Linked DNA regions of Sus scrofa: all the other regions are linked to region 2. The links are chromatin contacts, called in public HiChIP or PLAC-seq and promoter capture Hi-C maps. All regions are on one chromosome and are shown on one strand. The core of a region is the stretch at or near the end of the contact, and the rest is flanking DNA. Distances in the headings are between cores, read along the strand shown.

Region 1 (6,385 bases), core at 673-3,172, 180 kb after region 2:
CACTCCGTGGAGGCGTACATCACCGTGTCCCCTGCCCCTTCGGGGCGCTGTGACCTCAGGGGCAGAAATTGGGTGTGTGCCCCAGCCCCACTAGGCCTGGGTTCCGGTTGCATGGGGTTCCAGATGACAAGGGACAACACCACCACTGGCACTCAGAGGCCTGGAGGAGGGAGAGCACAGGGCTGCGGGCAGGGCCTGGGGCCAAGCCTTTTCTAAAATAAAGCAACTCCTAGACCAGTTTTCCTTCCCAAGCCCAGGTGAAGCAGTGTCCATCTGTGCTAACTGCCCAATGGCCTCACCAGCCCAAGGGTCCACCTTATATCATAGGTCAGATGATGTCCCTCCCCTGCCAGAATCCCCCCCACACTGCCCCCCGCCAAGCCCTGTGGCACAGAGTAAAACCAAACTCTTCAATGGCTGGCAAAGCCCTTCACAATCAGCTCCTGTCCACCTGTCCCCTTTGCTCATTCTGTTCCAGTTATCTGATGGTCCTTCCCTTCCTAGGGCATATCCATCTCCTTCCTTCATTCACCTCACCAACATTTATTGAGCATCTACTGTGGACCACTACCAGGCACAGTTCTAGACACCAGGGACACAGCAGTGAGTAAGACTGACATACACTGTGCTCCCTTAGAGCTGACACTTGGGAATGGAGGAGCCATAAGTAAAATAAGCAAGACTTGAGCAAAAATTGAGGCTTTGAAGGAAATGACAGCACATTGTGATAGTGTGACTTGAGGGCAGTTACTTTAACTCAGGTATTCCAGGCCTCTGTTGGTGCTGAGACAAGAGGGGTGAACATATGAAGGAGGTGGGGGTGGGATGAGAGTTTTCTAGGCAGAGAGAGAGCAAGTGCAAAGGCTCAGAGGCAGAATGACAGGCAATCTGAAAAATCGGTAAGGAGTATAATGAGCATAATGACTATTGAAGGGTTTCCAAGAAACCTGTGGAGACTCGACAGCCAGGGCAGGAGCTGTGTTTTGAAAAGTCCTTCAGGGAGGAGGGAATCTGCAAGAGGCTCCCCAAGTTTCTCTAACTCATCTTTCCCTGGGCTCAACTCAGTCACCTCCTCCCTGCTTTATTTCCATCACAGCACTTGTCAAGAATTGAAATGAGCTCCTTTGCTTCCTCCTTGAAGGATGGCCCATCCGTCTGGCCCTGAGCCCCCAGGTTTCTGAGGACAGGTAGCCCTGTGTAGGTCAGGGCTGTGCCCATCCTCTCCTGTGCCTCTCTGCCTGGGATCTGGCACCGTGCAGGGGTCAATGAGCTATGGCTGGCTGACTGCCCACTCCAGTGTGCCTGCCAGATCACCCTCCTCCACCGGGCCATGGCCGCCTCTCCCCAGCTGAGGCCCAGGCCGGCCTCTTGGTCATGGGCCAATCGGCCAACGGTGCCCCCTGGGCCCTGGGCACTCCCCCGCCACCCCCATGAAGCGGTAAGTGGGAGACTGCGCATGTCCTGCCTGAGCTGCCAAGGCCTGGAAAAGGGAGGAAGTGACCCCGCCGCCGCCTCTCCACTGCCAGCCCCAGGGCGAAGACCAAGCCCCCCAACGTCCCGGAATCCCCCGGCCTTGGTCGGAGCGGCGCTCCCTGGGCCCTTGGCTCGGTTTGCGTCGCTCTCGGGCCACCCCGCGAGTTGCGCCGTCCAACAAAAGGCTCCGACTCGAACCGCACCCTTCTGGCCTCCGCGGAGCCGCGGGAACCCCGAGGCGACCGGCCCGCAACGCGCAGTTCTCCGGCCCCCAGGCACGGCCGCAGGGCACTCACGGCCCACGGTACCCGCCGCCCGGGCGCAGGCCGCCTCACTCACCCCGCCATGGCCGCTCTCGGGCTCCGCCTCCGTCGCCCAGGCCCAGGCGCCTCCATCGCAGCGTGCAGGGGGGAGGTGCGGAACGCGCGCAGGTCACCATGACTAAGCAGAGCCGGGCGCCGGCCGTGTCAGAATAAAAGTCCCGGCGGCCCCCGGCCTCCTCGAGCGGCGGGGACAGCGGAGGGGCCGCTCCCCACCCCACCCCGCCCACGCTAGCTGTCGCCCAGCTGCGCAGCCTCAGCGCGGCGACCACAGCGGTCTTTGCGACGGGGCCAATGACCGCAGCGCTCGGCGCTCCCAAACTCGTGGTAGGAGCCGCAGAGAATCAGAGCCCCAGGTTCGAGGCCCAGCCCGTCCCCGCACCAGGGATCAGTGGGCATCCCTCACCACCGCCGACCTGCCGCCGCGCTCACCTGGGTCGTCGCGTAGCCTCTGCCGCTCTCCCTACGAGGTGGGGAAGCCTGGGCTCCGCGGCGGCTCTGGGGCACCGTGGTGCCACCCGCTCACCGAGCTTCCGGGAAGCCCTAAGGGCCTCGGCCCGGCCGGGGGCGGCTCTCGACTAATTTTCCTTGTGAGAGGCCCGCGGGCGCTTCCGCCGTCGCGGGGGGGCCTTGGTTCTGGGGTGGCTCAGCCTTCGGGGTCGCGGCCGTCGAGTGGGGGGGCAGCCTCAGGACGCCCGGGAAGGAGGCGGGGAGAGGGCGGAGAGGGCGCGGCGGGGAAGGAGTCTCGATTCCCCGCCCTTCCCGCAGGTGCCTCGGCGCCCGTGGGCATAGAGCTGGGCATCGGGCGAGGGATCACCGCGAAGCCTATCTGGCCGGTACCCCCCTCGCAGTCCCCTCCATCCGCCTAGTTTTGTCGATTTCTGTGCGTGTCTGCTGTCCACGACCTGCTCTTCTTTGTCCCTTTAACTTCACAGGGCGCGGGCCTCACATTAAGGCAGCGCAGGATCCAGTTAGAATTGTCTACCCACTTGAATTTTCATTGTCTTTATTTTTTAGTTATCGCCAATCTGAAAGAGCGTGAAGCTCTCGGGAAGAGATACGAACTCCAGCTCTGCCACTCTAGCTCTGTGCGGGTGGGCCTGTAGCTTAATTAACCTCTCCAGGCTTCAGTTTCCTCGCTATAAGAATGTTAACAATAAAAGCACCTACCTGCTAGGTTATCTGGAATACTAAATAAGAACACTTGCGCCCAATAAAATATGGATTTTTATTCTTCATGGCAAGTGATACTGATTTACCACTTATGCTGTCTGTGATATAAAGGTAACTTCAATAAATGCATTAAAAATTTTTTTAAGAGTACATCTATATGAAAACTTAAGTGAGAAGTTCCTGTCCTGGCTCAGCGGAACCGAATCTGACTAGCACCCATGAGGACGCAGGTTCGATCCCTGGCCTTGGTCAGTGGGTTGCAGATCCTGGGTTGTCTTGAGCTGTGGTGTAGGTCACAGATGCCACTCAGATCTGACATTGCTGTGGCTGTGGTGTAGGCCAGCGGCTACAGCTCCAATTCCACCTGTAGCCTGGGAACCCCCATATGCCATGGGTGCGGCCCTAAAAAGCGAAAAAAGAAAGGAAGGAAGGAAGAGAGAGAGAGAAAGAGAGAGAGAAGAAAGAAAGAAAGAAAGAAAGAAAGAAGGAAAGAAAGAAAAGAAAGAAAGAAAGAAAAAGAAAAAGGAAAGAAAGAGAAAGAAAGAAAGAAAGAAAAAGAAAACAGAAAACTAAGTGAATACAGGGAAACGCTAGGCGGTACAGATATTGATCTAAGAAAGGATTCCGAGTTCCCATCGTGGCGCAGCGCAAACGAATCCAACTAGGAACCATGAGGTTGTGGGTTCGATCTCTAGCCGGCGTTGCGGTGAGCTGTGGTGTAGGTCGCAGACGCGGCCTGGATTTGGCATGGCTCTGGCTGTGCTGTAGGCTGGCAGCTATAGCTCCGATTAGACACCTAGCCTGGGAACCTCCCTATGCCGACATACCGCTGGTGCGACCCTAAAAAGACAAAGACGACCCCCCCCCAAAAAAAAAGGATTCTGCTCATCTCCAGGTAAACCTGTAAGATTCAAGGTCCCTGGTCTGGGTCTGGGATTAATTCCACGCCCTTCCTTCCCCTCCTATTGTGTGAAGATGCGCTTCTGGATAGCTCCAGAGAGGGCGCGGTAACAAAGCTGCTGAATACCTTCCTCAACGCGCAAAGGAAACTTTCTTATCTCTCAAAATAATACCTACAAGGCCTGTGATCCAGCGGGTGCCACGTGTAGATATTTATCCAAGGTACCCTTGCATATGTGCAGGAGGATGTATGTACACAGATGTTTATTGCAACACTGTGTATAAAGGCAAAGTGTTGGACTCAACACAGGTGTCCCTAGGGCCTTAGTGTAATAAGTGGTGGGACGTCTACGTTGTGAAATACCATGGCAGCCAGTGAATAGAAGCAGGACATTTGCTGTATAAATGTTTACCTTGTTTGTTTGTTTTTTTAACGTGGAGGGGTGGTAAGTGCTGTGAAATTCCTGTTGTAGCTTATTGAGTTAAGAACCTAACTAGTATCCATTAAGATGTGGGTTCGATTCCTGGCCTCGATCATTGGTTTAAGGATCCCGAATTGCCATGAGCTGTGGTGTAGTTCAAAGATGTGGCTTGGGTCCCAAGTTGCTGTGGCTGTGGCATAGGCTGGCAGCTGCAGCTCTGATGACCCCTAGCCTGGGAACTTCCACATGCCTCACATGTGGCCCTAAAAAGAAAAAAAAAGTGCTGTAGGCTGAATCGTGCCCCCTTCCCCCACCACTCATATATTGAAGCCCTAATCCCCAGTGTGATGGTATCTGGAGATGGAGATTTGGGGAGATAATCAGGTTTAGATGAGGTTGTGAGGGTGGGGCCCTCATGATGGCATTAGTGTTCTTTTAAGAAGAGAAACCAGAGAAATTGCTCTTACTCTCCCTCTACCATGTGAGAACACAGGCCGAGAGAGCAGCTGTCTATAAGCCAGGAAGAGAGCTCTCATCAGAACCCAAACCTGCTGACACCTTGGTCTTGGACTTTGAGCCTCTAGAACTGTGAGAAATAAATTTTGGTTGTTTAAGCCACCTAGGCTATGGTGCTTGTCATGACAGCCAGAGCTGATGAACACAGCATAAAATCTAAAAGTGCAACAATTTCCCAGATATACTACTGAGTGAACAAAGTGGAGAGAGATGCTAAAGTTGTGTAAAAAGAGAGAAAATGTATTTCCATTTCAGCTCATTTATCCACAGAATAGCTCTGGAAGTGCATGCATCCCAACAGTGCATGCATCGAAGAGGGGGTATTGGTGCTTTTTGAATTTTGTAAAATGTGAGCAAGTGAATAAATCTGCTGTCACACCAGCAAACAAGTGAACAGTGGGGTAAGTGTCTCAGGTTGCTCTGGAAGTTTACAGGACCCTGGGAATAGGGGAACCAGGCCAGGTGGGAAACTGGGTTCAGTTCTGGGATGTGACCCTAGGTTTGAGTGTGTTTGTGTTCCAGGAAGTAGGTTGGTTCCCCGTGCGTGCTGCCTGCAGAGACGGCCTGCGTGTGGCCCACGGGGACTCAGCATGACAGGCTGGGTCAGTGGCCCCGAAACACACAGCCATCTTTGCGGGTGCCTGCAGTTTCGCTGTTTCCCGGCAGGTGGCGCGCCGCAACCTGAGCCCGAAGACCGCACCCCCTACTCCCACCTCCCACCCCGATTCCGCCCCTTTCCCGCGGGCCCCAGGGCACAGAAGTTAGGAATGTGCCTGCGGCCAGCTGGAGGCTGGGGAGAGCAGGAAGCCTCGGCCAGCGCTCCTGAAGCCTTTTATGGGCACAAATGGGGCCCTAACATCGCCCCCGCCGAGAATGAAGACCCTTAAAGGAGGGAGGGGCAACCTGGCCTCGACAGACTGCTCCAGAGGGGCTAGATATCAGGCCTGTGCCTCCTCATGCCCGGAGCCTGACCATCTGGGCTAATATCCTGTCTAAGACACTTGGGCAAAGTAGATCTTGGAGTTTCACTATCAAATGGGGGTGAGGAAAACCTACCTTGCAAAGTTGCAGTAAAGGTAAGAAAAAGGCATGTCCTGGGCCTAGCATGTGGAGCAGCTAGCCAGGTACAATAAACTGTAATCACTCTTATAATCCGATTATATTTTTATTTTTTATGTAGGACACCACATTCAAAGAAATTTTGTTTCAGATGGATTGGTTGAGTCTCCCAGAGTCGATTTTGGGGTGCCCTGTCTTTGGGCTCTCCTCTAAAGTGAAGAGCTGTCCTTGACTCCTTTCTCACACCCAATGCCTCAGTAACTTGGTCCATACTTCTCAAATCTGTCAAGAATCCACATGGTCTGAGGCCTTATCATCACTCACCTAGGTCAGTTCAGGGCACCTTGTTCTCCTAGCTTTGCCCCCCACCTCACAAAGACCAGAGGCATTTGTAAACATCTGGACCAAATTCAGTCTCTCCTCTGCCTGGAACCCTCCATGAATCTCACTTCACTCAGAGCAAAAGAAAATTCCCCCTGTCCCATAAGGCCCTGCAAAATCTGCCCCATTATTTCCCTGCCT
Region 2 (6,397 bases), core at 2,683-5,182:
CGCTGCATGTGCTGAGGTCCTGCAGTCCTAAGAGACAAGTGGCCCTGCACAGACACGTGCAGTATTGAAACACAAGTCTCAACACTTTCTCCGACAGATGCCCGGTTCCGGCACTGCTGTCTGCTGACTATCCCCAGCTCCTGATGATGACATATTTATTCATTTGTTCTTCTACCAGCTATTTATTGAGTTCCTTTTACATGGGCTGGAGTGGTAAACAAGGATTTGCTTCTCAGTCTAATCTCATTCAGGGTTGCCAGGTACAGTTGTAGTGGCTGTGCACTGCACAAGAGTGCCTGAAGGAAGTTCTTGTGTGGTGCAGTGGGTGAAGGATTTGGCATTGCCACAGTTGTGTCACAGGTTGCAGCTGTGGCTTAGGTTCGATCCCTGGCCTAGGAATTTCCATATGCTGTGAGTATGGCAAAAAAAAAAAAAAAAAAGAGTGCCTGGCAAAAAAGATCAAGTAGCGCTAGAATTTCCTACCCTATTGTCCAAGCTGCTTTCTCCCAGAAAGGGGCTAGCAATGGTGACATGATTTAGCTGGTGCCATGCCCGGAGATGATCCACTGAGCCCTTATGCCCCAGCACTGGCACTGACCTCTGTTAGCCACCTCTCCATCCATATTCATCTCTGCCAGTGCTCACAATAACACCTGGTGACATGCCTAAATATGGGTGCTCACTCCTTGATAGCTAAACCATGGAGTCCCAGTAAACTATGCCCAACCCCCGCGTGCCCCTTTCTTGTCCTACTTGTTTCTGTCTCAGTAGGACATTGCAAAAACAGAACACTCTAAGGCTCCAGATTCCTGCGTGGATGAGGGTCCTGCAAGCAGTGGGGAGGAGAGGCCTAGGAGAACCCCGCTGGGCTCTGGAATCCTCTCCCTTGTACTAATAAAGCTATTTCATCCTCCCAGCCTTGTGTGAATTGATGGGAAGTGTTTCCTCCAGCTGGAGTCCTTTCTAGCCTGTCCTCCCACTTCCTGTCCCAAGAATAGGCTGCTGGTTCAAGGCCCAACCCTCAAGCTATAATCCAAATCTGGGGTATATTAGGGCCTTTTGGGACTGAAAATTAAAGACCTCTCTCCAGAAAAAAAAAAAAAATACAACGTTTGGTTTTGGATGGGGTCTAGGATCCCTTTTTTTTTTTTTTTTTTTTTTTTGGTCTTTTTGCTATTTCTTGGGCCGCTCTCGCGGCATATGGAGGTTCCCAGGCTAGGGGTCATATCGGAGCTGTAGCCACCGGCCTACGCCAGAGCCACAGCAACTGCGGGATCCCAGCCGCGTCTGCAACCTACACCACGGCTCACGGCAACGCCGGATCGTTAACCCACTGAGCAAGGGCAGGGATCGAACCTGCAACCTCATGGTTCCTAGTCGGATTCGTTAACCACTGCACCACGACGGGAACTCCTAGGATCCTATTCTTAAGCCATGGGAGCAGGCGATTTTACTGCCAAGGCCCCTGGGCCCCTCGGAAACTCCGTCTTTCTCCCACGTGCCCGGGTGGGGCTGAAGAGGCGGTGCTTCGGGCCTCCTTATCTCCAGAGCCAGCCTTGGCTCCCTGGCGCGGGGCCCCTCAGTCCGGGCTTTTTGCCATGGGGTCTCTGTTCCTCCTCTTGGTTCTGCTTTTGCTGTCGCCCTCTTCCCCGCGAGGCGGGAGCGCGCGGAGGCGCCGGAGTGCGCGGTCGCACGGCCCCGGAGGCAGTTCTCCCGCGCCCTCGGAGACCTCAGCACTTTTCTGGGTGCTCATCAGTCCCGAGTTCAAGGCCGTGCCGCCGGGGGGCTCAGTGTGGCTCAACTGCAGCAGCAGCTGCCCGCAACCAGAGGGTTCCAGCCTCCACACCGAGCTGCGGCGGGGGGAGACGCTCAGTGGACCACGTTGGGTATCCTACCAGCTGCTGGATGTGAGGGCCTGGAGCTCCGATGTGCACTGCTTCGTCACCTGCGCCGGAGAAACTCGGGGGGCGACCGCCAGGATTACCGCCTACAGTGAGGGACAGGGGCTTAGGCCGGGCTGGGGTGCGGGGAGGGGGATGGAGCGGGGGTAGTTGACAGTCGCGCTAGGGGGAGCCCTCAGACCTTGCCTAGCGGCCCCCTCTTGCTTTAGAACAGCCACGCAGCGTGATCCTGGAGCCTCCGGTCTTAGCAGGCGGCGAGTACACTCTGCGCTGCCATGTGACGCACGTGTTCCCGGTGGGCTTCCTTGTGGTGACTCTGAGGCGCGGGGGCCAGGTCATCTACTCCGAGAGCCTGAAGCGCTTCACCAGCCTACATCTGGCCAACGTGACGCTGACATACGCGTTAAGCGTCAGGCCCGGTGACTTTGGGCAGCCTGTTACCTGCCACGCCCGCCTCAATCTCGACGGCCTGGTGGTCCTCAGTAGTTCGGCACCCATGACGCTGCCAGTTTTCGGTGAGGCACCCTTATAATCCTGGGAGGAGTAGAGAAGGGTTATGACCCCAAGAGGTGCGGGCCAAGCGAAAGCATGTCCATGTGGGTCCTCACATCTGCAAGTGCTCTGTTCCTAATTCTCCCCTTCCACCCCCAGCTTGGAGCCCTGCGTCCAAAGCCTTGGCCTTCACCTCCATCGCAGCCCTTGTGGGAATCCTTCTTGTCATGGGCATCCTTTGCATGCATAAGTACCTACTGATACAGTCTCAGAGGTAGAGGCAGTGGTCCATGCTGGCTGAGCTGGAGGAAAAAGGAATCTGGAACAATTTGTGGAACCTTGCCTGGATCAATAAAGTCTTCCTCAGCCAGCTTCTACCCTTGGGCATAAAGGTCCCCCATTAGCGCACCTCCTCTAACCAAGTGGTCTTGTTTTTTGGCCTTGCCTCTATCATTTTCTCCAAGTTCCTTTTTTCCTTGAGGGCATCTTAGGTTTCCTAACTCTGATCTCCCAAACCGGAGCTGCAATCCCTCTGCATTCCCAGCCGGTGTAGTAAAAACCTTCCACAGGAATTATCAGTGCAGAGCAGAAGGGCAAATCCTGGGCCTTGGGAGGCTTTAGGCTGTGGGAAGGCTTGTTCCTGGTATGGCTTCTCCTGATTGGCTCCAGAGCTACCAGCAGCAGCTCTCATTGGATGTTAAGTTTCCTTCCCCCTTCCACTTTAGACTCTGCATTTTCCTCGAGGTAGGAGTGGGATGAGAACTAATCCCCCTATTTCACCATTAGCTCTGGGGGTGAGAGCACAGATGGGTGGGGTCATATGTACTTTTGGGGGAACATGGATACACAGAACAAATACCATGTGGTGACTGTGGTAAGGAACAACCATATGGTGGTGTGTGTTGTGTGTGTGTGTGTGTGTGTGTGTCAGACTCGCTTCCTGGCAACGTCGGGATGGTCACTGGGCCTGGTGGGTACATGGGGGTGCCCAGATGCGGGGGTCAACTGTTAGTCTCTTGATCTCGCGTGGACACAGAATCTGGGCCTGTACTGGATGCCTGGCAAGGCCCTCATGGTTCCAGGGCCCCAGCCGCCGCGCAGAAAGCGGATTGAGGTGCTCTTTGGCAGCTCCTGCTCACACACGCAGCGTAGACACGTGCCCGCTGCACGCTGGGTAAATACAGACCCAGAGCAGAGCCGACCCTAATTTAGATGCCCGAGAACGCTGCGCGCACGCACACGTGTTCCCAACTCGCTGTCACTTTCATCCCCGCCCCTTCTGTCGCGTGCGGGGGCGGAGTCAGAGAGGGAATAGGGCGTGGCTGTAACCCTCAGCTCCCAGGGGTCAAAAGGGGAAGGATCTGTGAAAGAGGCATCCCCACCTCCTCCCCTATAACAGTCTCCTTCACAGCCTGAGCTTCTCAAATCTCTTCTAGCCCCCTAATCAATCCCCGCCCCAAGGAGCGCTAGTAGGAGGGGCTAAATACGGAGGCGGAGCTCGGAGTCTAGCTCATTATCATAGCATCTAAGCAAGGGGTGGGGTGGGGGTTTGAGAAGGGCAAACCTGCATCCCACCCACCTCCGCGTCGCCGCGGAGAATGACGCGGGAGCGCGCAGCCGCCCCCAGAAGGCTCCGGGCGATGGGGCTGGCCTTCACGTAGACCCCGGGGGTCGCTCGCTCCTGCTAGCACGCCTTCACCAAGGCCGGGAGCCTGGCTCACGCTCGCCCTCCCGCCCCCCTGCCGCCTCTGCTGCCGCCCCCACCTTGGAAACCAAGTTACCAACGTTAAACCAATCCCCGAGCGCAACTCAGCCTCCTCCACACCCCACCCGCCGCGCCGCGCCGTCCTCTAGCCCAGCTCAGCGCTCGCGCTCCCCTCGCCTCCTGCGCTTCCCCCGCGGCGGCGATGCCAGGGCCCTCGCCAGGGCTGCACCGGGCGCTGCTCGGCCTCTGGGCTGTCCTGGGCCTGGGGCTCCTCGGCCTCTCAGGTAAGAGCCGGTCCGGCTCAGGGTGGACAGGGCGGGGGCGGAGTTCCTCGACCTGCGAAGCGGCCACTAGCCTCTTCTCGCTCCGCCCTCGCCTCGCTCCCACGCTTCTGCCCCCACCTTGAGCCTCGGGCCTTCTCTATCCCTCTTCCCCTCAACACACGCTAGAGATCCAGCTTCCTGGCTCCTCGCTCGTCCCTACCTTCGAGATCCTGGGCGATCTTCTGCACCCAACCTCGAGCTCTGGAGACCCCATATCTCCCTGGTCCCCTCTGGGGTACTTCCTCACGCTCTGCTATGCACCATGGTCCACGGACTGGCATCTTACCCACTCATAATCCGTGAAGACCCCATCTCACCAACTGCCATGAGTCAGAGGCGCTGTTTCAGCTCACTCAGAGCCCTGGCAACCGAGTCCTTTAGCTGTTCCCGCGGTTCCTTCCACGAGCCCAGCCCCATGTCCTCTTTCTTTACTCTTCACCCGGGTTTGGAATCCTTCTTTATCCTTGACTCACCCTCATCTCTCTTTTGGCCCTGCTTCAACCAGAGTTTCCCCCTCTCCTGGCCGAGAACCCTGAGAACAAGTTGGTTTCCTTTCCCCAACCCGGGGTCCCCTCCTTCCAACATTGCTGTGTGCATTGAAGACCCCGTTTTTCCTCTCATCTCTACCCTCCCCCATGCTTCCTCATCGCTCCTTCAGCACCTTTGAGAGTAGGGCTCTTTGCTGCCGTGTACCAGAGGCACCCTCGAGGTTTGGACGGTGGGAGCGTGCTTGTAAACCTCAGGCCTGGGCAGGACTCGGGAATCCTGAGTTTTTTTTTCCTGATTGTGGCCTCTACTCATTCCTCGGGAATCCCTGACTTGGCATAGGGGCACTTAGATCTCAGGGAGGTGGCTCTCAGGCTGAGCTCGCGTTTCTCTGGGCAGCGGTAGCACAGGAGCCTTTCTGGGCGGACCTGCAGCCCCGCGTGGCGCTCGTGGAACGCGGGGGATCGCTGTGGCTGAATTGCAGCACCAACTGCCCACGACCAGAGCGCGGTGGCCTGGAGACCTCGCTTCGCAGGAATGGGACCCAGAGGGGTTTGCGCTGGCTGGCGCGGCAGCTGGTGGATATCCGCGAGCCGGAGACCCAGCCCGTCTGCTTCTTCCGCTGCGCGCGGCGCACTCTGCAGGCGCGTGGGCTCATTCGCACTTTTCGTGAGTTCTCAGCGGCCATGCTCTCTTACTCCACTACTTTCCCTCCCTTCCAGGCCCCGCCCCCTGGGTCACGGGGTTCCCTCCTTTGGCTCTCTTTCTGAGTCTGCACGCCCTCCCCCTCTTTGTCCCTGGGTTCCAAGCCACATTCCGAGGAGCCCTGGTGTTTCCAACAGCCACGGTTCCCCCCTTGCAGAACGGCCCGACCGTGTAGAGCTGGTGCCGCTGCCTGCCTGGCAGCCAGTGGGCGAGAACTTTACCCTGAGCTGTAGGGTCCCTGGTGCTGGGCCTCGTGGGAGTCTCACATTGACCCTGCTGCGGGGCGCCCAGGAGCTGATCCGCCGCAGCTTCGCCGGGGAGCCACCCCGAGCGCGGGGCGCGGTGCTCACAGCCACGGTACTAGCGCGGAGGGAGGACCATGGGGCCAATTTCTCGTGCCGCGCAGAGCTGGACCTTCGGCCACATGGTCTGGGGCTATTTGAAAACAGCTCAGCCACCAGAGAGCTCCGAACCTTCGGTGAGTGGATGTGAGGAGAAGGGGACCAAGAGGGGTCGGGCCGGTGTTTAAGAAGTTCGGAGGCAGAGAAATCTGAACTCTAATTCTTACTCCAACACCCACCAGCTGAAAGTTATTTTCCTCTCTGTGCCTTTAGGATAATACCATAAAATAGTGCATGTAAAGCACTTAGAACATACTGAACTTTCAACACATAAGTTCAAGCTCTGTTATTCTACTCCCAGCCCTGCCTCCGGACCCCCCGCTCCTCGCTGCCCCCCGACTCTTGGAAGTGGGCTCAGGAAGACTCGTGAGCTGCGCTATGGAT
Region 3 (6,536 bases), core at 1,282-3,781, 230 kb after region 2:
TTAAATTACACACACAACAATTTTTTCCATAAAGCTTAATAAATAGAATGTGTTAACGCTGTACAAGGGACTGGAAAACAAGCTTTTAAACAAAATATGAATGAACTCATACTACCCTTTTACTGATTTGGAACACCCCCCTCCCCCATGCCCGAAAGCAGTGTGCACACTTGAGGTCTAGCTCTGGGTATAGCTGGCCAAGGTCGACAGGTTCCAGGAGCCTTGGAAGGAATGACCTCACTCTGGAGCTAGGGCTTTAAACGCTCTGCCCTTGGGACTTGTCTGTAGTCCCAGCAGTCTGGGGGGTGGAGGAAACTGAACCGTTTAGGTGGCTGTTGCCTGCAGGAGCCCTTCTCTGCCCAATACACCAAAAGGGGTGAGAGGAAAAAAAATGAGAAATGCACCTCAAACACACACACCCCAGAAATCAACACCAACAAGCCACAAACTTGTGCCCCTCGGCAGTGGGCAGGAGGAGCTAAGGGAGAAAGTGTTTCTTCCCTTCTCTTCTGACACAGAACCCAGCCGGGTCCTGTTGCTGGACTGGGTGGCCCCAGGTCACAGTGGTGCCACTGTGTGCCGCTGTAGTATGTCCATGAGATCCTGAGCACCTCTCCCCCTTGCCAGCTCCAGGGGTGTAAGCCCCCTGGCGTCCCTGTGATGGAGATCAGATTCAGCAGCCAGGAAGCTGACCACAGAGGTGTGGCCCTCTCTCACAGCCAGATGAATGGGGAGTGCCCCGGTGCCATCAGGTGCATTGACATCAGCGCCGTGCTCTACCAACACTTTCAGGGTGTCAAGGAATCCAGTACGGGCTGCATCGTGGGCCGGAGTGGTGCCGGAAGCATCCTGGACATTGGGGCTGGCACCTTGTTTCAGGAGCTCCTGGGCGATGGTGGGGCTGCCAAACATCATGACCTGTTGGGGGCAGAGGGTCAGGGGGTCCTCAAAGGAGGAGGCCCAGGAAAATGGGGGACTGGAGAAAAGGGTCATTCAGGAGTAGAGAATGCCAGAGACAAGGTCCTCTAGAGAATGAGAAATTTGGGGGAATATAAGCTCCCAGGCAGAACAAGATCTCCTGAGAACAAGAACCCTCAAAAAACTGATCACCCCCAGGATAATACATCCCCTAGGGAAGAGCCCCCAAGGAAACTTTCAAGGAACCTAAGACCCTCCCCCAAGGAACCTGAGACACTTCTCTCCACATATGGGAAATCATCAGGAAATATGAAACCCCCACCAGGAAACAGACCCGCAGAGGATGAGAACACCCCCATCAAGGGAAAGGAGAGGCCCAGGGAATTTGAAACTCCTTCTCCAAGGAATGTCCCCCTCCCAAATAATGGGGATGCTCCACAAGGTACCTGACCCCTTCAAAAAATGGGATTCCTATTTTGTAAATGCCAAGGGAATAGGGATTCCCATGTACTCCCTTATTGGGATCCTCCCCCATAATATACCAATATGAAAATCCCCAGGGAATGGAGACCTCAGGGAGACACCCCCACCCGAAGCTGGATACCTCTCAGAGAAACTACCTCCCCCACCCCAGATGATGGGGACGCCCTGGAAACATGAATCCCTCCTTCCAGAGATCGGATCCTCCATGGAAGCTCCAAGAAACCGAAGCTGTCCCCATGAAACCGGGATTCAAAGAAGCTGAACCCTTACCCAAGGAATAAGAACTTCTCCTGGGAAACTGAATCCTCCGCAATCAGAGAACAAGGAATTCTCCAAAGATGGAAAGCCTTCCCCTCCCCCAACCTAACCCCATCCACCACCCACCTAAGAAAGGGGACATCAGGGAGCAAAGTCAGCCCAGAGATGAAGGAACAGACCCCAGTTGGCCACCGGGGACAGGAGACGAGAGGGAAGGGGTCTGGGGTCTCGGTCCTCGGCCCACTCCCCGCCTCGCCCTCGCTGCGGGGCCGGCCGGGCCTCACCTGCAGCGCCGTCTTGCCAAAGCGGTTCAGGACGTCGGGGTGCACCAGTTCGCGGTGCAGAAGGCGGCGCACCTCCTGCACGTCGCCCCGGGCCGCCGCTCCGCTCAGCCGGTCGCCGGCGCAGACCTCCTCTAGCAGCATATCGATACTGGCGGCCTGCGAAGCCCCTCGCCCCACCCCGGTGCGGTCAGTGCGGGGGAGCCCAGCGGCGATGGCCCTAACAGCCTTCCAGTCGCGTCCCCGGCCTGCGCTAGGATCCCGGTCCCACTCGCTAGTCCGGGGCTCCGACGCGACCCCCGCCCTCCCAGCTGGCTCCTCCCCCTGTCAGCCGGTGGGTAGCGAGGGGTTGAGAGCCCGGCCCAACCCTCCGCTGCCCACAGGGGCCTGCCGGCGCCCGCCCCTTAGGGGCCGGGTCTCCCCCAACTCACCCTCCCTCCTCCTCGACGGGCGGGGTCTGTTCTGAACCGACTCCGCGGCCGCAGTAGCCGAGCCGGCCGCCAGGGGGCGGAGCCACCACGCTCGGGGCCCCGCCCCCGAGCGCCGCGGATTTGTTTTCTTATGAACTTGCTACGTTGTAGCCCAGCAGCATTGCCCGGCTCGCGACCCTGTAGTGTCCCGCCCTCGCGGCCAGCACAGCCAATGGCCACGCGTCGTCAGGGGGGCTTTGCGCTCCAGAGGGGGCGGAGCCGTTGCTGATTGGGCGAGCTTCGGCGACCGGTGAACCGCCGGCAATGGCGGGGTTTTCAGTTTTTCAAACGCGCCGGGCGGGCGGGAAAGAGGGCCTGTTTAACTGACCCGGGGGATTAAAGGTCAGGGTAGGGTAGCGCGGGCTGCTCCAGGGCCTCGGCACCTTCGGGGGAAGGAAAGCAGGGCTGGGGCCGCCCAGTTCGGGATTCTCCCGTTCAATTACAAGATTAAGTATTTATTAGCTCTTATTGTACGCTGAGCGCTTTATTTAATTAATTTACTCTGTGCAGGAACCCTTCCTCGCGTTGGGGAGCGTACATTCAAGCACATAAATTTAGCGGTAAGCAGCGTGAAGAAAACAACGTGGAAATGGAATGGATGAGGAAGGAATCGCATTCAAGTTCAAGGGCGTGGAGGAAATTTCACGCTACAGCTGCAACGTGGATGAGGAGCGAGGCAAAAGTCGCGGTCGGAGGCTCTCAATAGAGGCCTTCAAACATTTACTGAGCACCTACTGTATAATAGGTGCCGAAGTGGAGAGCAAGCCGAGTACTTCCTGCTTCAGGACGCCGACCGTTTAGGGCTGGATAAATCGAAAATTAAATATTTTCAGAGTATACTGATAAAACGGCATTAAGTAATTCCTTTTTTGGGAAAGGAAGGCCTTTGAAATTGAGAGGTCAGAAAGGGCCACCCTGAGGAGGTAACATTTGGTTTGACCTGAAAATTAAGGGAAAAAGCCATGTGGATTTCTGGGGAAAAATACGCCAGGTGGAGGCGCTACAGATGCGAAGGCCCTGAGGTGAGAGAGTGCCCAGTAAGTACAGGAAGAGTGAGGTATAGAGGGAGAGAGTGGGAGGGAGGGATAATGCACTTTGGTCTTGTGGGCTGCGGTAAGCACTTGACTTTTACTTTTTAAAAAGAATGGAACCCTGGGAGGGTTCTGCGCACAGGACCCACGATCTGATTTAGGAGTTAACAGGTGCCCTCTGGCGGCGATGAGGGGAACTGGCTCTCGTCGGGGAGGGGAGCCCTGAGCCAGGGGACCAAAGTGGACGGAGGCAACAGAGAGGGCCTAGATGAGCAATGACCGGGGCTGAGAAATGGATATGTGTTACCTACTCTTATCCCAGCACTTCAGGTACATGGCTGGCATCCCCAGCCCCCAGCCAAAAAGCACATACACAGCAGCTAGATTAATTTTTTTAATGCCATCCTAAAACTCAGAATGGGTCAGCAGGGCCTCTGGGCTCAGCAACTGTGGAGGAGGGGCACCCTCCCCCCACCTCCTAAGGCAGGTCACTGCAAGAAGGCACTCACGAGGGGGACTTCAAGCCCCTCTTCTATTTCTTCATATAAAATTGGAGGTGGGGAGGGGCAGGAGCCTGGAGACAGGGAAACCACCCCGCCCAGCCTATGTGTAAAAGAAAAGGCTGGGAGCGATCCTGGTGCTGAGAGCAGGAAACTGCCAATTCAGACGCTGCCCTCACACACAGACATGCACGCCATCGTGCCTCCCTCTCTCTATAGAGTCTTCAGTCGGGGGCCTGGGGAGAGGGTGGCCCATGGTCAAGCCCCCACCTCTTCTCCCTTCTAACTGGTACGAAGTTGATAATCTGCAGGGAAACAATGAGTGGGGACCATCTCAGAACTAGGGAAAGAAGGCAGAAAGACAGCCCCCCACCCATCCTGAAATCCATCCCCTTCCCCACTATTCATGATTAGCTGCATATTTAACAAGGCTAAGGATGGGCTCAAACACAGGAACAGTAACCAGGAGTTCCCATCATGGCTTAGCAGTAATGAACCCAACTAGGATACATGAGGATGCAGGTTCAATCCCTGGCCTCGCTCATTGGGTTAAGGATCCGGCATTGCCATGAGCTGGGGTGTAGGTCACAGATGTGGCTCAGATCATGAGTTGCTGTGGCTGTGGTGTAGGCTGGCAGCTACAGCTCCAATCTGACCCCTAGCCCGGGAACCTCTATACGCCTCAGTACAGTCCTAAAAAAAAAAAAGGGACAGGGACAGTAACCACAGCAACAAGCCTGTTTCCAGGCAGTACATGGCACTGCTATGTGTTCAGCTCCTCATCCAAAACCTATCATCACAACCCTAGAAATGGCAAATCCCCCGCCCCGTTTTTTTTTTTTTTTTTTCTTTTTTGGCTGCCCAGCGGCATATGGAGTTCCCAGGCTAGGGATCAGGTCTGAGCCACAGTTGTGACCTAAGCCACAGCTGCAGCAACAATGCTGGACCCTTAACCCATTTTTTAAAAATTTTTTTGGTTGGAGTTCCCGTCGTGGCGCAGTGGTTAACGAATCCGACTAGGAACCATGAGGTTGCGGGTTCGGTCCCTGCCCTCGCTCAGTGGGTTAAGGATCTGGCGTTGCCGTGAGCTGTGGTGTAGGTTGCAGACGTGGCTCGGATCCCGCGTTGCTGTGGCTCTGGCGTAGGCCGGTGGCTACAGCTCCGATTCAACCCCTAGCCTGGGAACCTCCATATGCCATGGGAGCGGCCCAAGAAATAGCAACAACAACAACAAAAAGACAAAAGACAAAAAAAAAAAAAAAAAATTTTTTTGGCCATGCCTGTGGCATGCAGAAGTTCCTAGGCCAGGGATTGAACTTGCGTCACAACTATAACCAGAGCCACAGCAATGATAACACTGGATACTTAACCCACTAAGCTACAAGGGAACTCCCTGTCCCCATTTTAAAGACAGGCAGGAGTTCCCCTCGTGGCGCAGTGGAAATGAATCTGACTAGGGACCATTAGGTTATGGGTTTGATCCCTGGCCTCGCTCAGTGGGTTAAGGATCTGGCATTGCCATGAGCTGTGGTGTAGGTCGCAGATGAAGCTCAGATCCTATGTGGCTGTGGCTGTGGCATAGGCCGGCAACTGTAGCTCTAATTTGACCCCTAGCCTGGGGACCTCTATATGCTGCGGGTGCGGCCCTAAAAAGCAAAAAATAAAATAAAGACAGGCAAACTGAGGCCAAGGGTGGCACACTGACAAAGATGGGGTAGACCTGTAGCCAAGCCTTTTGAGGTCTGGCACCCTCTGAGACAGAATGTATCAAAGCCCCAAGACCATCCCCTTCATCTCCTTGTCCCCATCATGCCAGGAAGCCAGGCTGCCTTACCGCCACTCTGGGTAATATAGCGGACCCAGGGCAGGGCCTGATAACCACTCTTCTCGATGATCTTCATATATCGGACCTGCAAGGAGATGAAAAGAGGTGGCTCAGGCTATAGGAGGAGAGAGCCAATGGGACCAAGGGGATATATATATATATAACTTGGGGGAACAAGAGAGCATAGACCATCAACCATAATTTAAAAAAAAAGAACGCATAGGCTGGGAGTAATGACGTCACATGGCTCAGGGCAAAAATGTGGCAAGGGCAGTGTGGGGTGGGGAGGGGGGAAGTGGTCCAGGACAATGGGAAAGATGGCACCGTACAAGGGAATGGCACAGGGCAAAGCGAAAGGGGGAGGGACCCAGGCTGAGAGCAGAAAAGGTAACACTGTTGTAGGAAAAGATAAGGCTGATGGCAAAGGAGAGATGACTCAGGCCAGGGAAGGCCAAGCCGAGAGATGGGAGAGAAGGGATCCCACAGAGGTCAAGGAGAGGAGCCCCCCCCTTGCCCACTCCCTTCACCTGGATCCCGGAGACAGTGAAGTAGGGAATCTCAAACTTGACCCCGATGGGGGGCCGGCCCTCCACTTCCTCCTTCTCCACGCTGGGGAGGCCAAAGTGGGCACGCATCAGGTACTCCTTGCCTCCCTGAGGGCATATGGGGGTATCAGACACACTGAGGGGACCCCTCCATACCCTAGAACATCTTCACAGCAGCCCCCAGGGCAGGCTTGGCTCTCAGCCCATTTTGCAGACCAGAAAGTC
Region 4 (5,727 bases), core at 915-3,414, 250 kb after region 2:
GGGCAGAAGTCATGTAACTGTGAGAAACTGAACCCACCTGTTAAACCACAGTCGTGTTTCCGGCTCCTGAGGAAACTAAGCTATGGCCCCATCAGTTACTATCAACTGCAAAGGCCGCCACTAATCCATGTTCTGTTACCCTAGGTTGATTAGCTATGCCTGTCCTAGAACGTCATACCAAAGTGTCTGGCCTTTTTCACTGGGGCATAATGCCTTTTTTGTTTTTGTGTGTGTTTTTGTCGTTTTTTGGTCTTTTTAGGGCCCCACCTGTGGCATGTGGAAGTTCCCAGGCTAGGGGTCAAATCTGAGCTACAGCTGCAGGCCTACCCTCAGGCATAGCTACACGGGATCCAAGCCATGTCTGCAACTTACAACGCAGCCCACAGCAATGCCAGATCCTTAACCCACTGAACAAGGCCAGGGATCAAACCCACATCCTCATGAATACTAGTCTGGTTCATTCACTGCTGAGCCATGACAGGAACTTCTGGGGTATAAAGCTTTTTATTTATTTATTTATTTTTTATCATTCATGCTGTTGCACATACCAGTAGTTCATTTCACTTTCTCTCACTCTCTCTTTCTTTCTTCCTTTCACCTCATGGCATATGGAAGTTCCCAGCCCAGGGTTGAACTGAAGCTGCAGCTGCTGACCTATGCCACAGCCATGGCAACACTAAGTCCAAGCCCATTCAGTGACCTACAGTGAAGCTTTTGGTAACGCTGGATCCTTAACCCACTGAGCCAGGCCAGGGCTCTAACCCATATCCTCATGGATACTAGTTGGATTTGTTTCTGCTGCACCGCAATGGGAACTCCCTGGTTTTATTTTTCTTAGTAAATAAAATACCTAGGAGTAGAATGTCTGGATCATATGGTAGGTGCCCGATTAGAAACTATTGGAGTTCCTTTTTGGCATAGCAAGTTAAGGATCTGGCATTGTCACTGCAGTGGCCCAGGTCACTGCTGTGGTGCAGGTTCCATTTCTGGCCTGGGAACTTCCGCATGCTGCACATGTGCCCCCTGCCCCCCCAAAAAACTACCAGATCTTCTTCCAGGTGGTTGTGCCATTTTACATTCCCACCAACTGACCCATTCTGACCCATTCCCATTCTGAGCCACAGCATCAGCTCACCGTGCTTGAGGTTACCAAACTCTAAAATTCTTGCCAATGTGATGAATGAAAAATGGTATCTTTTTTTCTGTTCACTGGCATACAGTCAGTGCTCAGAGACCCTATTTGCTGCAGATCCTCACCAACACTTGGTACCATTAGTCTTTTGAGTTTTAGTTATTCCAGTGGGTGTGTAGTGGTGAACCATCAAGTTTTATTTTGCATTTCCCTGATGACTTCATTCTTTTTATTAGTTGTATGGTGTTCTCTCCTGTGACCATATCACTGTGTCGTATGCACCCCTCAGTTGGTGGACGTATGCCTTCTCCCCCATTTTTTTTTAGGGCTACACCTGTGGCATTATTATTATTATTTTAGGGCCACAGCTGAGGTATGTGGAAGTTCCCAGGCTAGGGGTTGAATTGGAGCTGTAGCTGCCAGACTACACCGCAGCTCCAGCAACACAGGATCAGAGTCCCATCTGCGACCTATACTGCAGCTCAGGGCAACGCGGGGTCCTTAACCCGGGAACCTGCATCTTCATGGATACTAGTCAGTTTAGTAACCATTGAGCCACAACGGAAACCCCTACCCCATTTTTCACAAGAAGTATCCAAGCTGCAGGTAACAATTTGTCACATACTCCCCAGGCACACAGGCCTGCGATGGCTTCTCCTGGGCCAATGGCAGAGAGGACTCGCTCAGAGAAGACACACTTTGGATTTCATCTTTCTGCCAGAAAACACTCTGACCCACAGCATCAGCTCACCGCGCTTGATATTACCAAACTCTAAAATTCTTGCCAATGTGATGAATGAAAAATGGTATCTTTTTTTCTGTTCACTGGCACACAGTCAGTGCTCAGTATCTGCTTGGCGAATGAAGGGATGGATAGATGATTGAAAGCATGCTGACTGCTCCTAGCCCACTAAACAAACCAAGAGGGTCTCTCAGGAGCTCAGTCGGGAAACAAAGGTTGGGGCCCCACCCCCTTCCCAAGACAGGCCCCGCCCCCGGATCCCGCCCCTCCCGCTCGGGGCTCCCATTGGAGGGGGTGCGAGGGGCTGAGCGGGTGGGAGGGGTGGGGCCGGCTGGGGCGGGGCGCTGCAGCCCGCGGAGCCTCCCGCCCGCCCGGGCTGGGGTCGCACTGGCTAGGACTCCCCTCCCCGCCCGCTGCGGCCATGGTGGACGAGCGGAAGGACGGAGCCTACGGTAGGAGCTGCCTCTGGCCCGCTGCCGTCTCTGCTGAGTTGGGAGGGCCGTGGGAGTGGGGGGTGGACATCTGAGATCTTAAACACCCACGCTGCAGCTGGGGGCCCCAACCTGCTTCCTGGCCTTGCACCTTGCTCTGCGCCGAACCCTCTTGCTCCCGCCTGATCGCCCCGCGTCCCCTCTCAGGAACCCCTGCTCCCCCTCGAGCTGATGGGCTGGGACACACGGCGCATGCTCCGCCCGGGGAGGTCCCGTTATCTGGGTGGCTCAGATGCTAAGCGGGGGAGGGGAGGCACGGCGACCGAGGCTCGGAAAAGAACCAGGGCCCCCATCTCCCCAAATCCTCCTCTTCTTCCAGTTTCTTTTGTCCACTAATTTCTTTTCTTTTCTGCGCACACCCCATAAAAGTAGTCGTCCAGGGCTTCCAGCTAGATGGGGAAACTGAGGCAAGACTCCGCGGAAGGCTGGGTGGGAGCCCGTCTGGTCTCACCCGCCGCCTGGGAAGGGCAGAAACAACCGCGCCGCCGGCTAAGGGGCAGGAAGGAAGCAGGAAACAATTGAGAAACTTTCCCCTCCCAGTGTAAGGGGCCTGGGCTGCTCAATCTTGTTTTGAGGGGTCCGAAGAGAAGAACCCCCTCCTGCGAACCCCTTAGGGTGGCCTTGGCATCTGGGCCAAGTGGGTGGGGCAAAGATGAGGCTTCCTCCCCACTCAAGCCAGAGAGTGCTTCCTCCCCCCCCCCCCCCCCCCCCCCCGGCTTCCCACGGTGGGGGGAGAGGAGTGGTCCTCGGTTTCTCCTTTCTCTTCTCCGTTTTGGGTCCCCAGGGCTGAGCTGGGTACATGCCCCCACGTGGCATGGCCCTGGGAGGAAGGTGCCCTGCCACCTCTTGTTATGTGACTGAAACTTCCTGGAAACTGTGAAACCGAAGGGCCTTGGGGAAGGGGCCGGAAATAGCTCAAAAATAATCAAGAAAAACAAGCTATGCCTCCCTCCCCTCAGGGACTGTGGCCTCCAGAGGCTGCAGAGAGACAGATAGGGAGACAGGGCTCTTCCTGCCCAGCCCGGACCTGGCAGTAGCCCAGCCTCTTCTCTCTCTGGTGGAAGCTGCCAGCCCAAACCTCCTGAAGGGCCTTCTCGGCTCTTGGTTTTGGCCCAAACCCCAGACCTTGTGGCTGCCCTGCTGCCAGAGCCCCTTGGGTGTGGCTGGCAGTCTCTGATCTGGAATTCTCCGCCTGGGGTCCTGCCTGCCTCTGGGCAGCACCTGAGAGATCTTTAGTCTCCCTGAGGCAAGCATGGGGGGCAGAGTGGACAATGGTGTGATTCACTCAGCCATGAGTTTGGCCAAAGGGAGCCAGCCATGGTCCTGCCAGGACCACAGTGGAGACAGAGGACCTGTGTGCCCAACAGACATGCTAGGCCATTCCAACAAATATGTATTAAACATCCTTCAGGCAGGCAGTATCTAGACACAGGAAACACAGCAGTGAACAAAGTGGAAAAATTCTTAAATAAAGAGGTAATTTTTAGCTTGCTGTAAATGTGAGTCAATGAACAGGACATCGTGTGTGTGTGTGTGTGTGTGTGTGTGTGTGTGTGTGTGTGTGTTTGTAGTGGGGGGGAGAATCATCTGCGATTATTTTAGGGGACTAAGGGCTGGAGGCTGAGCCAGCCATGGGAAGATTTAAGAGAAATACGGTCCAGGCAGAGGAAACGGCAAAGAAACCACACAGTCGCTTAATCATTTCTCTTTGTAAGGCTCCGGAGAGTATGAGATGGAGACTTCAGGTGGTTCTTGCAGCCTGGCCTCACCTATGATAGAGGCTTGAATTCTCAAAGTGGGAGGAGTCTCATTTAGTTTGCAAGTACTCCGTTCTCATCAGAACCAAACATTCTAGGGCCTTGGCCCTGCCCTGTCTCTCCCAGATTATGGGGAGCTTTTCTTTGGAGACAGTGTACAAAGAGGGGCTCACATATCCTTCCCTTGTACCCCAGTGTCTTTATATCAGTCCCATGAATTTAGGGGGTGATGGCAAATAGACGTAGGCTCAGATCCTGGTTGGTTCTGAAACTATACAAGCTGTGTGGCCATGGGCGAGTTGGTGACCGAGACTCTGTTATCCTCATCTGTAAGGCTAGGCAGGCCTGTTGACTGGTGGGAAGTGTTTTGCACGTGCCTAGTGAGCTGTACCTGCTCAGAAGGCCTCTGGAACTGGTGATACTGGGGTCATGGATTTTCCATGAGCTGATAGAGAAGCAGCCCACTCTGTCAGGGCATAGTCTTGGTGTAAACTGGGCAGGGCAGGAAGCTCCCTCCCTATCAGACACAATATCTAGAGGAAGGCGGCAACTCTGAGGAAACCAGGAAATGGCCCCCAGTCCCAACGGATGTCAACAAGGAGCACTGCCATCCTTCCCAGCACACCCTTGGCATGAGCAGCATGGAAAAAGATTCTAGAACCTAATATAATAGACTGATGGGAGTGGAGGACTGGGAAAAAAGCAATGGTGCTTATTTAAAAAGCAGATTCCAGAAGTTCCCACTGTGGCACCTCGGGTTAAGGATCTGGCATTGTCACTGCAGCAGCTCCCATTGCTGCTGAGGTATGGGTTCAGTACCTGACTGGGTGCAGTGGGTTGGGGATCTGGGGTTGCTGCAGTTATGTCATTTGATCCCTGGCCCGGAAACTTCCATATGACACCGGTGCAGCTGGAAAAAAAAAAAAAAGTAGATTCCCTGGCCCTCTTCTCTAGAGAGTTCAACTCAGCCAGCAGTAGGACCCTGACATTTGATTTTTTTTTTTTTTTTTTTTTGTCTTTTTGCTATTTCTTTGGGCCGCTCCCATGGCATATGGAGGTTCCCAGGCTAGGGGTCGAATCGGAGCTGTAGCCACTGGCCTACGCCAGAGCCACAGCAACGCAGGATCCAAGCCACGTCTGCAACCTACACCACAGCTCACGGCAACGCCGGATCGTTAACCCACTGCGCAAGGGCAGGGACTGAACCCGCAACCTCATGGTTCCTAGTCGGATTCGTTAACTACTGCGCCACGACGGGAACTCCTGATTTTTTAAAAATTATTGTTGGGGAGTTCCTGCTATGGCACAATGGGATGGGTGACATCTCTACAGAACCGGGACATAGGTTCGATTTCCGGCCTGACACAGTGGGTTGAGGATATGATGTTGCTACAAGCTGAGGTGTAAGTTGCACATGTGCCTCGGCTATGGCGTTGCTGTGGCTGCACCTGCAGATCCAATTCAACCCCTAGCCTGGGAACTTCATATGCCCCAGGTACAGCCCTAAAGAAAAAACAAAAAAGAAAAATCTCCCTCTTGCTCCCTCTCCCAAAATCATACTCCCTTCTTGGAGTGCATCAGTGTAACATCTTGTGTTTTCTTCCA

Evidence for each region. Promoter capture Hi-C pulls out the DNA fragments that hold promoters and counts their contacts. HiChIP or PLAC-seq counts read pairs in DNA pulled down with a chosen protein or histone mark.
Region 1: an H3K27ac HiChIP or PLAC-seq map of alveolar macrophages shows a contact between it and region 2. The contact joins the promoter of KEAP1 here to the promoter of LOC100511183 in region 2. A contact is called at or near these places in 1 of 47 Hi-C or Micro-C datasets (liver) and 1 of 2 datasets of contacts at active chromatin or transcription factors (alveolar macrophages).
Region 3: a contact with region 2 is called in a promoter capture Hi-C map of fetal liver, with 3 times the contacts expected there. The contact joins the promoter of CDKN2D here to the promoter of LOC100511183 in region 2. A contact is called at or near these places in 2 of 5 promoter capture datasets (fetal liver and liver), 1 of 47 Hi-C or Micro-C datasets (alveolar macrophages) and 1 of 2 datasets of contacts at active chromatin or transcription factors (alveolar macrophages).
Region 4: an H3K27ac HiChIP or PLAC-seq map of alveolar macrophages shows a contact between it and region 2. The contact joins the promoter of SLC44A2 here to the promoter of LOC100511183 in region 2. A contact is called at or near these places in 1 of 47 Hi-C or Micro-C datasets (alveolar macrophages) and 1 of 2 datasets of contacts at active chromatin or transcription factors (alveolar macrophages).

What each region holds. Positions count from the first base shown.
Region 1 is chr2:69,287,587-69,293,971 of Sscrofa11.1, forward strand. It overlaps KEAP1 (kelch-like ECH-associated protein 1), which reads right to left and starts at 1,923. Exons shown (of 6, transcript NM_001114671.1): 1 at 1,813-1,923; 2 at 1-160. The coding sequence starts at 113. It overlaps S1PR5 (sphingosine-1-phosphate receptor 5), which reads right to left. Exons shown (of 1, transcript NM_001123109.1): 1 at 5,969-6,385.
Region 2 is chr2:69,107,291-69,113,687 of Sscrofa11.1, forward strand. It overlaps LOC100511183 (intercellular adhesion molecule 5), which reads left to right and starts at 3,933. Exons shown (of 11, transcript XM_005654856.3): 1 at 3,933-4,382; 2 at 5,307-5,576; 3 at 5,770-6,090; 4 at 6,315-6,397. The coding sequence starts at 4,301. It overlaps ICAM4 (intercellular adhesion molecule 4), which reads left to right and starts at 1,320. Exons shown (of 3, transcript XM_003123246.5): 1 at 1,320-1,992; 2 at 2,111-2,416; 3 at 2,553-2,763. The coding sequence starts at 1,599. The coding sequence ends at 2,671. It overlaps ICAM1 (intercellular adhesion molecule 1), which reads left to right. Exons shown (of 7, transcript NM_213816.1): 7 at 1-432.
Region 3 is chr2:69,337,467-69,344,002 of Sscrofa11.1, forward strand. It overlaps CDKN2D (cyclin-dependent kinase 4 inhibitor D), which reads right to left and starts at 2,532. Exons shown (of 3, transcript XM_005654859.2): 1 at 2,372-2,532; 2 at 1,944-2,099; 3 at 1-918. The coding sequence starts at 2,084. The coding sequence ends at 559. It overlaps AP1M2 (AP-1 complex subunit mu-2), which reads right to left. Exons shown (of 11, transcript XM_021083790.1): 9 at 6,294-6,419; 10 at 5,776-5,851; 11 at 3,823-4,246. The coding sequence ends at 4,224.
Region 4 is chr2:69,362,782-69,368,508 of Sscrofa11.1, forward strand. It overlaps SLC44A2 (choline transporter-like protein 2), which reads left to right and starts at 2,165. Exons shown (of 22, transcript XM_021083792.1): 1 at 2,165-2,326. The coding sequence starts at 2,296.